2 separate regions of the Sus scrofa genome follow, and region 2 is linked to region 1. A link is a contact called in public HiChIP or PLAC-seq data. All regions are on one chromosome and are shown on one strand. Each heading gives the region's core, a stretch centred on a gene start, on an enhancer-like site or on the middle of the called end of the contact. The rest is flanking DNA. Distances are from core to core; before and after follow the strand shown.

Evidence for each region. HiChIP or PLAC-seq counts read pairs in DNA pulled down with a chosen protein or histone mark.
Region 2: a contact with region 1 is called in an H3K27ac HiChIP or PLAC-seq map of skeletal muscle. The contact joins the promoter of FKBP5 here to the enhancer-like site in region 1. A contact is called at or near these places in 4 of 47 Hi-C or Micro-C datasets (embryonic fibroblasts, retroperitoneal adipose tissue and skeletal muscle) and 2 of 2 datasets of contacts at active chromatin or transcription factors (alveolar macrophages and skeletal muscle).

Annotation. Positions count from the first base shown.
Region 1 is chr7:31,463,668-31,470,878 of Sscrofa11.1, reverse strand. The region is part of intron 6 of FKBP5 (FK506 binding protein 5); the gene reads left to right. It overlaps LOC110261510 (a long non-coding RNA gene), which reads right to left. Exons shown (of 3, transcript XR_002345681.1): 2 at 2,868-2,925. Among named protein-coding and RNA genes, the nearest start is that of FKBP5, 83 kb to the left of the region's middle. Within about 2 kb of position 3,693, at least 49 of the 83 cell types and tissues checked have an H3K27ac peak or open chromatin away from gene starts, as enhancers often do. A contact at or near this core is called in alveolar macrophages, embryonic fibroblasts, retroperitoneal adipose tissue and 1 more, where this site is marked.
Region 2 is chr7:31,546,268-31,553,478 of Sscrofa11.1, reverse strand. It overlaps FKBP5 (FK506 binding protein 5), which reads left to right and starts at 3,649. Exons shown (of 12, transcript NM_001315611.1): 1 at 3,649-3,755.

The sequences.
Region 1 (7,211 bases), core at 2,444-4,943:
AGTGAAATCATACAATATTTGTCTTTCTCTGTCTGACTTATTTCACTTAGCTTAATACCCTCTAAGTCAATCCATGTTGTCACAAATAGCAAGATTTCAATCTTATTATGATTGAGTAATATTCCATTGTATTTCTGGTGAAATTTCTTAATTCCATAACTTAAAATTTTGAACTCTTCCAAGAAGAAGCAAACTATACACAAAGAAATGAGAATCAGAATGACCTCAGACTTATTTGTGACAGTAAACACTAAAGACATGCACTGAGTATTGTCTATGAGTGTTTTTTTTTGTTTTCTTTTTCTGTTTTTTTTTTTTTTTTTTTTTTTTTTTTTTTTTTTTTTTGTCTTTTTGCCATTTCTTGGGCTGCTCCTGCGGCAAAAGGAGGTTCCCAGGCTAGGGGTCTAATCGGACCTGTAGCTGCCAGCCTATGCCAGAGCCACAGCAACACAGGATCCGAGCCACGTCTGCGACCTACACCACAGCTCACAGCAACGCCGGATCCTTAACCCACTGAGCAAGGGCAGGGATCGAACCCGCAACCTCATGGTTCCTAGTCAGATTCGCTAACCACTGTGCCACGACGGGAACTCCAGTCTATGAGTGTTTTGAACCTGGAATTCTGTACTCAGCCAAATTATCATTTAAGTATCAGAAAAAAAAAGTAACTGTTTAGAATATGCAGACTTGTGCCCTTTTTGAAAAAAAAAAAAAGCAGAACTATAGGATGTACTAAAACATCCCGAAAGATAAAGCCAAGAAGTGAAGACTTGAGGCATAAGAAACATTACTGGGCGTAAAATTAATTTCCAGGAGTTCCCGTCGTGGCACATTGGAAATGAATCTGATTAGGAACATGAGGTTGCGGGTTCGACCCCTGGTGTCGCTCAGTGGATTAAGGATCTGGCATTGCCATGAGCTGTGGTGTAGGTCACAGGTGCTGCTCGGATCTGGCATTGCTGTGGCTCTGGCGTAGGCTGGCAGCTACCGCTCCAATTCAACCCATATCCCAGGAACCTCCACATTTTGGGGGTGCAGCCCTTAAATGATGAAAGACAAAAAAATAAAGTAAAATTAATTTCCATAATGTGACAGTGAAGTTGGACCCCTGAAATGGTAGAACTATAGTGTTAAAAATACTAGTTTGAAGGAAAAAAAGAATACTAGTTTAACTAGTATGGAACTAGATCCCAGGTCATTTTAACAAAATGTGGTGGAGACGGAATATGAGGAGGGGAAGCAAATTTTCTGAAAGGATTTTCTTTTTTTTTTTTTTTTTTTTTGTCTTTTGTTGTTGTTGTTGTTGTTGCTATTTCTTGGGCCGCTCCCGCGGCATATGGAGGTTCCCAGGCTAGGGGTTGAATCGGAGCTGTAGCCACTGGCCTACGCCAGAGCCACAGCAACGCGGGATCCGAGCCGCGTCTGCAACCTACACCACAGCTCACGGCAACGTGAAAGGATTTTCTTATTCAAGGGGGGATAATGCTGCTTAGTTAACATTGATAAATATGAATATGTATAAATATATATATTTATCATTTGTTACTAAAAATTCAGCCAGTGGACCATTTATTTTAGAATAGTATTAAAAAACAAGAGTTCCGTATCAGTGAAGAATTTAAATAGCTCTTGGAATTTATTAAAAAGAGGAGTACTGATATATTCAAAAAGGAAAATTCCTATAAATGAATGAAAATTACTACCATTTTCCTTAATGCCCTATTTTCAGATTAATCATTAAATAAATATTTACTTTCTGGCCCTGAACCATGTGTTGGGCACTGTGAGGTACAAAAGAAACAGAAGATGTTGCTTCTGCTCGCTTTGAGTTTTATTCATACTTTGACGGCTCTCTCTGTGGAGCCATGAAGTGGTTTCTCATACCAAGTTCTAAAACATGCTTAATGTGGTATAATTTACCACTAATTGCAGGAAAATAATTGTAGCTAACATTCACTGAGTTCATCTCTGTAGCCACACGTAACACAGTGCTTTCACATAGTAGCCACCCTGACACAGAAATGAATGCCTGCCAAGTGCTAGGCTAAAAGCTTTAATTAATTCAGTACCTAATTCAATCCTCTCAATAGTTATGAGTTAGGCTAAAGTTAGTTACTCCCCCTATTCTGTATATGAAGAAACTGAGCTTCAGATAATTTAAAAGACCTTGCCCAAAGCCACAATTGTTTAGTGACAGAAGGGACTGGAATCCAGGTCTGACTGCAGTGCTATCCTGCTGCAGAGTGTGAGGGTTTGTGTTGGTGTAGTCTATTGTCCTGTGTATGCTTCCTGTCTAGACTAAGATACACAATCGTTTGCATCAGGGCTACTCTGCTCAAGTAGCCAAGTTCACGCCTGCTCTCAGTCGGCAACCATCATCCCTCGGCACCGTAAGCAGCCCTGCCGTGGCATCTGTTCATCAGAGTACAAAATGCAGAGGCGGACAGTCGCGGGGAGGGAGTGGGGGGGCGGGAATTGACCTCTGTGGCTGAGGGGAACAGTTTCTCTTCTAATCAGTGATTAATATGCCTCTTCTGACTTTAGAAATCCACCTCTGCCTCTTCATTTGCCTTTTCTAGGGGTCGGTAGGATCCCACTCACTGTCTCTTGGATGCTCCGCTCTGTTAGATAGCAGATGCAGGCAGAGAGACTCTCCCTTGGCATATGAATCAGGCAGCAGAGAAAACCGTTGCCGAGTAGGAGTAACCTGTCACAACCTGGTTTTCTCTGTTAAATGGCCAGTCTTGTCCAGTAGTAATGCCATTACAACATTCCCATTCAGATCCCCATGACCCAGTAATTGTTTTGGAAATGAGTGCAAAGCTATCAGACTACTATAATTAGAAAAGAGAAAAACAGACACTTACCAGAGTAACGTCTTTAGGCTGGAGCATTTACAGCAATTTTTTTTCTCAGTTTTGCTTCCTAAAATACACATTATACAGTTTTTTGGTTCCTGCATTCCAGTTTTGTTTTGTTTTTTTTTTTTCCCTTACTGCAGTGCACTCCCCCCCCCATCTTAATCGGAGTACAAATTGCTGTCAGCACATCGAGTTCATGTGCCAGCCACATTCAGAACAGGGTGTTCTGTGCTCTTCAAAACAAAATTGCTCTAGGGCAGTAAGAGAACAATAAGTCAGAGCTCCAGTTTAAGTGATGTTTTGCAGCAGCCTGGGTTCACTTGATGTGGTTACTCTCGGATTGCGCAGCAAAACTGGGGTAATTTGGTTTGGTTTGACTCGGTGGGGTTTGGAGGACCTCCTCCCTTTAAGTTATGTAGACTTTAAGTCAAGAGAAAATGTCCCTTTTTAACTTGTATGTTTCTTTCTGTCCCCAAAAAGCCTTAAGTAGAAGCATCCTGTATGTACTTTTATTCTCTTCGGGCACGTCATAGATCAGTTACTTCCCGTAAATCATGCTGGTTGGAATTAGCAACAGACCTCCTGAGCCCTAGAGGCCGAGCTCCCAGTGAGTCATGATGGTTATTGTTAAATATTTATTAAGTGAGTATTTGCACTAAGAGATACAAGGTCAAAAGCAACCACAGGTCTTCCACAGCCAGAGCTGCCACAGTTTTCTTTTGTGGCAACTGTTGAGACAGTTTTTTTTAAAAAGCTAGGTCTACAGGAGCTGGGCGTGTCTGCATCTGTCACCATGATGGGGGCCTGCTGTCGCAGTGGCAGTAGCAGGCATTTCTGTAGCCCCAAGGTGGGGTGTGAGTTCTTGTCAGCAGTCTTGTAGAACTTGTCACACCAGTGTTCCAAGTTTAGAAATTGGAGCCACAGCCGCTGCTGCTTGTAGGGAGATGTAAAGAATCGATGGACTGTCCACACCCTGAGCTGTGGTACCTCCTCTTGCTCGGATAATGTCAGTATTGACAGGGGGCGGTTTACATGTATAGACGGCTGTGCACCTATGTGCACATACATCTCATTACATCAATTTAAGATTTTATGGTACTGTAGGTGGTGCTTGTCCAGGTCCAGCTTAAAAGAGTTAGATTTAGTAGAAAAAAATTAAAAGATTTGTTCCTATGTAAGGTAGTAAGTATAGCCTTATTGCATGTATTTACCTTCTAGGTGGCCACAAACATTGGTTCTGTCATTTATTGTCTCTTAGACCAGCTACAGTGAACCTTTTTGCTTTGTTAATTATGACTCCATTATAATTTGGGAACTTTTTTTTTTTTTTTTTTTTTTTGCTCATGTGCTTGCCTCACTTATCTTTCCCAACATGTTTATTAGTAGCCAACCTGTTCTTTCTCTAATATGAAGGGTTATCACATGTAAAGAGAACTTGTGAAATTATTTATGTAATCTTAATATCAAGTACATGCATCGAGCTGAAAGCCAGCCTAGGAAACTGACACACAAGCAGGAATCCTTTGCAGAGTCTCTGGATTTCCTGTTTTGAAAACACACTCAAACTTGATCAACCAAAAACCACAACGAATGTACTGATAGTTTCCTCCCCCACTAAATGTACTCTCCTTCAGGGAGGAAAATGCTTCTAACAATAAACCTCACATAAAAAGATCTGTCATCTAAGTTGTGAGCTACTAGGATAATAAATCTCAATACTTGCAATATTTTACAATGTGTGGGCTGAAATTCACTTTGCTCAGCAAATCTTTTTTCATGAAAAGTGTCATCATGTTAATCTAAATTAAATTCCCTGGGCAGATTTTAAAATATATGAGAACACAAACTTTTCATAACTCACAAAATTCTTCAGAAACATGAGCATTTACTCTAGTAAAAATATCTTAAGCCTTGGATTCCCTCAGAACCTCTCTAGCATGTATTTGAAAATAATAAAGTTGAATTTTTTTTTTTTTTTTTGTCTTTTTAGGGCTGTACCCGCGCCATATGGAGGTTCCCAGGCCAGGGGTCTAATCGGAGCTGTAGCCGTCAGCCTATGCCACAGCCACAGCAATGCCAGATCTGAGCCGCGTCTGCAAGCTACACCACAGCTCACGGCAACGCCAGATCCTTAACCCACTGAGCGAGGCCAGGGTTTGAACCCTCAACCTCATGGTTCCTAGTCGGATTCATTTCCACTGTGCCACGATGGGAACTCCAGAAAATAATAAAGTTAAATTTATTTTGAAACTAATTTCCAATCAAAGGAACTCTCATTGTGCTGTGAGCTCCGTTGTGTTTTATCTAGAACATTCCCAAAGTGAATGAAATAGGGTCATCTGCATTCGTGAGCATGGTCCCTGAACAAAATTCCTGTGTGTTGGCTCCACCCTGACAGTCAGCCTAGCCCTTGGCCTGCTCAGAGCGTTTGACTCGAGAGTCAGGCCTGCTCTAGTTTGGCCCAAGCATCTTAGACTCCATCCTGGGTCTGCAGTGGGAACAATGGGATGCTATCAATTGTGATTTAGAAAAGGGTAGAGAGCTTCAAAGCATAAACGACCATGGGACATTTTGGCCCCTGGTGTCTGTGCCACTGCTGTTTACTCTTCAGGGTTTCTCTCCTTTCCCAGGCTTGGGCTAGAGGTAACGCGATCAAATGATTAACTGCAGGAATCAGCTTTGAAGCTGGTTTCTGGCCTATGTCAAGAGTTGTATCACTGGGTCATAGAGAATCATCGAATCTTAGACCTTCAAAGGACGTTTGAGATCAAGTATTTCAAAAGTAGAGTAAGTTGGAATTGAATTTGTATTTAGAAAATAATTGTCTCATGGAACAAGTGTTACAGAACAAGTAGGTTTGTTTTTGGTTTTTTTTTTTTTGCCTCTAAAACAAGTTATTAATCTAAAGTAGACCAACCAGTCCTAGAAAAGAAGCATTTTAGGAATTTGTTACATTTGAATCAAAGCCATTATATTAGAGAAGTGGGAATAAAGAATTTTCCTATGAAAGATAAATTATTATATTGCTTGTTGACTGTTCTGTTGTCATACAAGCCACCCATGTTTCTACCTGAGTCAAAGGCCTAAATGGAAAGGAATGAATATCCTTAACATTAAAGGTAGTTTGAAAGTTTCAGAGAGTGGTTTATGCCACAAGAAAAGGGCATAATATGTGTCTTTCCTATTTGGTCTTAACGTAAAAGCCCCTCATGTAATACGAAACCAGCCTGGGAATGAGCCGAGTGGGTGTGAGTGGAGTGGGAAGTAGGCCCTGAGAAACTGACTTCTTTGCTTAACGTCTCAAGAGTTGATGGGTGAGTTACAGCAGACTCTTGACTCCTTCACATTTTACATGTATTACCCCACTGAGTGATCACAGTGTGTTAGTTATTGATGATGTTGCCTTTGGGTTTTCTGTTTTTATTCAAACATATTTGTGAATGAAATTAAAAAAAAAAAAAGCTTCTGTATTCAGTTAACCCTTGAATATCACTGGGGATATAGCCATTTGGTTTTTTTCTTTCCTTTTTTTTTTTGGCGGGGGGTGCTGCCTTGCAGCATATGGCATTCCTAGGCCAGGGATCAGATCTGAGCCAAAGTTATGACCTATGCCACAGCTGTGGCAATGCCAGATCTTTAACCCACTGTGCTGGGCCAGGGATCAATCCAGCATCTTGGTGCTGCAGCGATGCTGCTGACCTCGTTGTGCCACAGCAGGAACTCCATTGTTCAGGTGTTTTTCAACCAAAGCATCTGAGTCCAAGATGCCATTATAAATGTTTAATACGGAGTTCCCGTCGTGGCGCAGTGGTTAACGAATCCGACTAGGAACCATGAGGTTGCGGGTTCGGTCCCTGCCCTTGCTCAGTGGGTTAACGATCCGGCGTTGCTGTGAGCTGTGGTGTAGGTTGCAGACGCGGCTCGGATCCTGCGTTGCTGTGGCTCTGGCATAGGCCGGTGGCTACAGCTCCGATTCAACCCCTAGCCTGGGAACCTCCATATGCCGCGGGAGCGGCCCAAGAAATAGCAACAACAACAAAAGACAAAAAAAAAAAAAAAAAAAATGTTTAATACATGATACTACCTGTTGCATCATCTAGCATTTCTTTTCTTTATTTTTACAGCTGCACCTGAGGCATATGGATGTTCCCAGGCTAGAAGTCAAATCGGACCCACAGCTGCAGGCCTGTGCCTCAGCTTGTGGCAATGCTGCATCTTTAACCCCCTGAGCGAGGCCAGGGATCAAACCCACATCCTCACGTGTCAGATTCCTAACCTGCTATGTTAGATTCCTAACCCGCTGAGCCGCATCAGGAACTCCCCATAATCTAGTATTTCTTGTTTTTGAGT
Region 2 (7,211 bases), core at 2,400-4,899, 83 kb before region 1:
ATGGGACCTACTCCTACTTCCCAGTGCAGGAGTGTCCGTTGTGGCTCAGTCATAATGAACTTGACTAGTATCCATGAGGATTCTGGTTTAATCCCTGGCCTTATTTGGTGGGTTAAGGATCTGGTGTTGCTGTGTCTGTGGTGTAGGCTGGAGGCTGTAGCTCCGATTGGACCCCTAGGCTAGGAACTTCCATATGCCGCAGGTGTAGCCCTAAAAGACCAAAAAAAAAAAAAAAAAAAAAAAGGTGATACAATGCATGTGGCCAAACCAAGTGAATGCCAAGTGCTTTTATTTATTTATTTATTTATTTATTTTTTTGTCTTTTGTCTTTTTGTTGTTGTTGTTGTTGTTGCTATTTCTTGGGCCGCTCCCGCGGCATATGGAGATTCCCAGGCTAGGGGTTGAATCGGAGCTGTAGCCACCGGCCTACGCCAGAGCCACAGCAACGCGGGATCCGAGCCGCGTATGCAACCTACACCACAGCTCACGGCAACGCCAGATCGTTAACCCACTGAGCAAGGGCAGGGACCGAACCCGCAACCTCATGGTTCCTAGTCGGATTCGTTAACCACTGCGCCACGACGGGAACTCCCCAAGTGCTTTTAAATGAGATACAGTTTGAGCAGTAGCACCAGCATTTTCCCAGGGTCATTAACAGTGACAGATAGGACTGGCAAGTAATTCGCAAGTCCCATGCCAAAATGAAAACGTGGGGCCCCTTGTTTAAAAAAAAAAAAAAAAACAACTAAGAATTTGAAGACAGTGATAGCAGAGCATGAATCCAAGCACAGGTCACAAGCCCATGAGGCCAGCCTTGGTGACAGGCCTTGCAAAGAACTGTTTTGTATGTGAGGAGAGGGTGGCTCATCCCACACCCAGGTGTCTGCAGCCATAGCCCATGTTATCTTTGAATTCTGAAGGGCAGCAATGTTTAGGGAAATTGCAAGCACTTGTGTTTCCAAATGCTGAGGAGGGCAAGTGCAGTGACCGAAGTGGTTTTCTGAGAGAGTGGGTGGGGCCAGCCAGACTGCCACTGCAACTGTGGAACTGACTGTTCCCCACAGACGCCTAGAAAAAAAAAAAAAAAGCCTGCAGCTGTATCTACAGGGCCTGTTGTTGTTTGCTGCGGTGTGTTACAACACTGCCTGGCAGCCTCCCGGGTCTTTCTGTCTTCCTTCTGGAAGAGCCTGGTCCCAGAGCATGTGACATGGCCACACAGCCCCGATTTGCCCACACTGCTCCTTGCTGTTCCCTCAGTTACTAGGCTTTTCCAGCTTTGCATTTTTTTGCTCCTGAGATTCCTCCCCCAGCCCCACCTCACCCCTACTCTGTCCTGGAAGTTCCTTTCCTTCCTCTTGCACATCCTCTGTCTGGCAAGCACCACTTTTAATACTCAGTTCTAGCCTCATCTCTTCAAGGAGGCTTCCCTGACTCTCCCAGGAAGAGCTGATTCCCCACTAATTGGAGTCCTCCACTGACCTATGCATAGCCATTCCCTCTGCAGACATCTGTCACTGTCTCTGTTACATGAGGAGCACTGACATGCAGTGTGGATGTCACTATCTCTTAAGCTGAAGTCCTTAAGGTCTGGGACAAGATCCTCTCACCTTTGTGCTCCGTACATAGCGCAAGGATGAATACTGTCTGTTAAAGAGCATAATGGGTGCTTAATCAACGCTGTATGCAGAGTAGTTTTAATCACCTTTGTCTTGGCTAATTACTGCACAAATAAACTGTTTCATTGACTCTCCCTGGCATCTGGTAAAAAGAGAGTTCCTAGGCACGGAGACAGGGCCCTTGCCCTTGAGGAGGTTTCAGTGTTGGCTCTCCTGGTCATTTCTGCAGGCACCACCTCTGGAAGGCAGAAATGCTCATTTGTAGAAGCAGCTCTTCATAAATACCTAAATGACCGAGGTGATAGAGTATAGTGAGCAGATGTGGAACTAGAAGCTGTGGCTTTTAATCTGGCTAGATGTTAGGTTGCCATATGTAATTCTTAAGTTCCAGAGCTACGGGACTAGGTTTCTGTTTCCTCAAAAACGAGGGGTATTGAGCGCGATACTCCCTAAGGTCCAGGTGCAGCTAGTTCCGACCCTCACCTGAATCCCCAGATCGCTATCTCGCTGGAGGGCCCAGAGCCCCTGCTGAAGCCGAGTTTGCTCAGTAGGCCTACCCTTTGGCAGGGGGCAGAGACCACGAACATCTTCTAAGGCCCTCTGCTGTCTCAATCCACTGGGATCTCATATTGGAAAGGTAGAAAGCCGCGGGGAAAGCATAATCTTCGCAATGACTGCAAGTCCAGAGAAAAGTGCTATGTGCGACGGTTCTCCGGGTGGGATTTTCCCACTTCTGAGAGACAACTTTGAGTTCCTGGTGGTGTTTCCTGGGGCTAACCTGGCTTGCTTACCTGACACAAACAGCCTGGCCTGCCCCTCTCCATCCACGGGGCAGGTTGGGTGGGCAGGAAGGGGGACAGAGTTTTCAGGGAGAGACCCCGTTGTTAAGTCAACAAGCTTATTTAGGCATTAATTTCCCTGGAGGCAAGGAACGGTGTGAGGGGGTGTGGGTCAGTTTCCTTCATCCCTTGCCTCCAGCCCCCACAAAGGGCAAGGGCCAGACACGTGGGCTGGCGTGGAGAGGCGGAGGTTACACCAAGGCGGAGGTGCAAATGGACGGGGGCGGGGCCTTATTTGCATGGACAGCGCGAGGCCGCCAATCCGAACAGGCAGAGCGACAGCCCGCGCGCCTTTTGGGGGCGGACTGACGGCCCCGGGGCCCTATGGAAGGCGGGTCCTACGGCCGGCGGGGGCGGGACGGCGCCGGGCGCTGCCCGGGGGATTCGGGCCGGTTCGCAGGCGCTGCCAGTCTCTGGAGGCGGCGGCGTCCGGCGCGCGGGCGGCCTGCTGGGCGGGCTGAGGGGACAGCTGCGTGCGGGTGAGGCGGGGAGAGACAGAGCAGTAGAGCAACCCCGGCGACAGGTACCGGCGCCATGGCCGCAAGGATGGGGCGGGTGGTCGTGGAGCTCCGGGAGCCGAATTCCTCCTTTGCGGTCCCGCCGCCTTCCCGCTCCGCCTCCCCGCCTCCTCATGCGGCTCCCCAGTCCGGGAACGGCGCGTCGGGGAGAGAGGGGCCGGGGAAGCCTCGAGGCGGACGCGCCGGAGGTCCCCAGCCCGCCGCGGGGCTCCTTTGCGTCCCGCCAGGCCGCGGGGCCGGGGTTCCCTCCTGGAGGCGCGGAGCCGGGCGGCCGCGAGAGCCGCTCCCCGCCCCCGCCGCGCTCCCCCTCGCGGAGGCGAGGCCGGTGGCGCCCGCTGGTCCTCACCCGGCTTTTGTTTCCCGCCCGGGGTGACAGGTCCCGGGCTCCGGCTCGTCCGAGGCCCGGCGCCGGTGACTGCGGCCGGCCGGAGCAGGCGGCGGGACTGGCGGGAGGGCCGGGCGGCGCGTGAGCAGTAGCCGCCGCGGGCGGGAGAGAAACTTCGCCTTCCGGGCCCGGGCGGCGGGAGAAGTGGAGCTGGGGTGAGCCGAGCGTCGGGACGCCGCGGGCACGATGGAGCCTCGCTCACCTGGCGGGGCCCGCGCAGGGCGAGGATAACGGAGCGTCCGGCCGCCGCGGTCCTGGCTTTCGGTTTGCGCTCCCCGGGCGGTGGGTGTGGATGTGTGTTCGCCGCCTTCACCTGCAGACCCGGGACTGGTGACTGGAACAGCATTCCCGCTCTCGGCCGCGCTTAGAGGGTGCCAGGGCCGCTCAGTTTGAACAGGTGATTATTTTAGTGCCAGGTGAAGGCCATTGAGGAGTTTTAGGGCTCCGTATTCAATTCACTCCGGGGCGTTAGAACGCATCTACCCTTAATGACTTCTAAAAAGGGGTGCTGGTTGCAGTAGAGGAGTCAAACTAGTTCAATTTTTTAAAAACTGGGCGGGGGCCGGGAGAGCGAAGGCGAAGTTTCTCTCCCGCCGGGAGAGAACCTGCTTCACACGGACGGGCGGGGAGGAACGTCGTAGTCTCAGTTTGAAAATGGGCTTCTGCAGCGGTGGCGAAAGCATGGTAAGGTACAAGTTGTAAATGGAGAATGCAGAACTCTAGATATCCCTCTGTGTGGTTCAGGACAGCGTGTACAGCCTTTGGCCGCCATTCAGTAAATTCTGCATGAAGCAGTTTGAGCTCGTGGTTTTGGATTTACTTTACAGGAGTGGAATAAGGCTGAGCATTGAATGGGAGCTTTCTTTGCTTTTCTGAGGGCACACAGGAGTGTTTATGTTCATTGTCTTCCCATTTTGTTAGATTGCGGACCAGGGCAAAGTTAAGGCATATTTTGGTTGAGTGTTTTTAATTGTCTCTGGGAATTCTCCTTCCCCCACCGTTCCACCCCTGCCCCTCAGAAGAGGTCTCCAGAGAATTAGAGTAACTTTTCCTCTTGGGCGTTTGAGTCCAAATTCAAAGATGGATGTGAAAACTTATTCTTGTGGGACGTTTTTGTTTGTCATACTTAACATTTTCTGTTTCTGCCTCTCCCATCTGACCTCTGCTTAACACTCTGCAGTTATGGCCCTGACCAATTTAGGGCACCTATAGGGAAAAAAAAGTTTTAAAATAATATGTAGTAATTACTTAAAAATATGTTATGAAGGTTACTAATGACGTATTGGATAAACAGTTGATTTAGATTTTCTTTGCTAATATGTCTTTTTGATGTCTGTGCTAGGTATGGTTTATACTTAGATGTAAGTTTAACTTAGTGATAAAGTTATACTTCTGATTTAGTATGCTACTTTATTAGTGTTTCGTTGAATAGTAATTTTAGTTATTTAGATAATTAGTGACACCTTTTAAAGGTGAACTCTAACCAATAAGCTAATTGTGACTATTGGGGATTAAAAAAAAAAGCAAAACAAAGTGGTCTTTATAAAATGTTTTATTTCTTTAGAACAACAGGCTTATATGCTGAGAGGTCCTTGTCTTTCAAACATTTAACAAAACAAGTATGTTTCTGAATCTTTAATTTTTTAGGGATGGGAATTTGGGGTGAATTTCTTTTTTAAAACAATTTTAATCAGTTCAACGTGACTATTTTAAAATATTAGATTAGACAACTAATGAAATCTTCAATTTTCTGTTTTTTCTTGGATTGAATAGGTTGTTTAGTTTCCTCAAGGCTTCTTAGCTTAGAACGAATCGGTCTAGGAAAGGAAGACCATCCTTGTATATATAGGTGTAGAAGTAATTTCTATTGAAAGCTGAGTTGCCTTTTTGATGCTTAGTGAAGGTTGAATGGTTGAACAGTGACTTGTCCAGAGTGGATTTGATTCTATATAAATAGACTTGAAGACTTTTATGAGACCCGGGCTCTCATGGTTCTGAGCGATTTATGTAATTAATTGTTCTTTAAAGTGTATGGGAATATTAGTTTAACTACTGTGTGTAATTAGTTATAAAATCTTTGTCCTGTGATGATGCTTAAATATACCACATATCATAAAGCTACATTTCATAGTTTCATTTACACAAAAGCATATTTTGGGAACTTTAACTATAAAAGTGACTTTTAATTAAAAGATTGCTTTCAGATTCAGTTTTTACACACTTTAATTGCTGATTTTTGTCCCCTTTAACTTTGTTTACTTTAACTTGTGGTAGACCATATCATAAAATTATCAGCCACATTACAGTTTCAAATTTAAGCATAAGTTGAATTATCGCATCTACACAGTTTACATTGGGAATGTTTTTGTCATTAACCCTCAGGTGTGGCTCCCTTTGAGTTTGAGGCTGGGAAAATATTTTTTAACGAGTAAAGCCACAAAAAAACCGGAACACATTAAACCAACTAAACTTGAGGATAAATCTCACAATTCAGATATTAATACTGTTTTATTTAACAGTAATATGCTTGCTGTATCTCTCATTAATAGTCTCTGTAGGCCTTTAATGTAATTTTTCACAATTCCTAATAAAAGCCTATAGTTACATAATTTGGCACACTAAATTTGTAATTATTTTATGCTGAACAGTTACATGTTCTATACATTTTATAATTCTGAAACTATTTGAACTTTTAACCTAGCTGATTAGAAATTAGATTTTTTTCATTTTACATTCTGAATTTTTTTTTTACAGTGTTTTTTAACTACTGAAATTATGTCCCCAAAAGTGTAAGGGACATTAAATGTACATTCATCAGAGATTAGGCGGCCATTGGTAGGTACATCACATGATTATTGACTTAAAAGCAATAGCCACTGAAGTGCGATTTTTTTTTTTTTTTTTTTTTTTTTTGCGACTAAGATGTTTGTTTATTGTGTAAAAGACAGGTCTGCCAAATGAGACAGGTTAAAATAATTTATAGTAGGGCCTTGTGTATATGTAGCTAACAAGTTAGTAAGGATATTTCAGTAGTATTTGAGACACTAAAATTCAAGTACTCGAAGTAATTTATATCTCATAATTTGTCATGATGAGACTTGACCTGATTCAGCTGAAACTCAAACATATGACTATAATTCTTAACCCTCCCACCCAAGAAAGACTTAACCTACTATAATCTCTAGGTGATAGAATTATAGGTAATTTTTATTCTTTATAGTCTTATTTTTTCAAAGTGCTTTATAATGATTATACTTTACTTTTACAGTTAGAAAAGATAAAAGTTGTAATTTAACCTAAGTAGAAACTATTTCCATCTACTTGGTAGAAACATCTTTTTTTCCGAATAAACTGCTGATCTGCTAATTAGCAATCAATTTTAGCTGTTCATTAAAGCTGGTTCCTTAAGGAGTTCCACCTGGCAATGCTTTAACTGCCTGGCTCAAATGGTTGCATGCTTTCATCTGTGAGAGCCTTAAGAATGTCCCTCAATTTTCCAAATTTGGGGTATGAAAAACACAGGGGAGAAAAAGTAAAAATCATCCATAATCAGTTGAGAAAAGTAAAACAACAACAAAAAACAAATAAGACTATTATTCTTAAATGGGGCATGTTCATTTTATGCTTGTTTTGTATTCTGATCTTTTGGAAAACATCTGGTTAATGAGAGTGTAGGACCACCAGAGGGAGTATGGGGTCTACCCATTTGGGATACCTCTTTTCCTAGGAAGAAAAACATTTTAAAAAATAAGAACAAAATTTTAGTTCTCTAAAACAATCAGACAAAAGATAGTGAAAGTGAGGGATTGTAGTTGTTTGGAGCTGCTGTCGTTTTTGTAACATTTAGTTAATC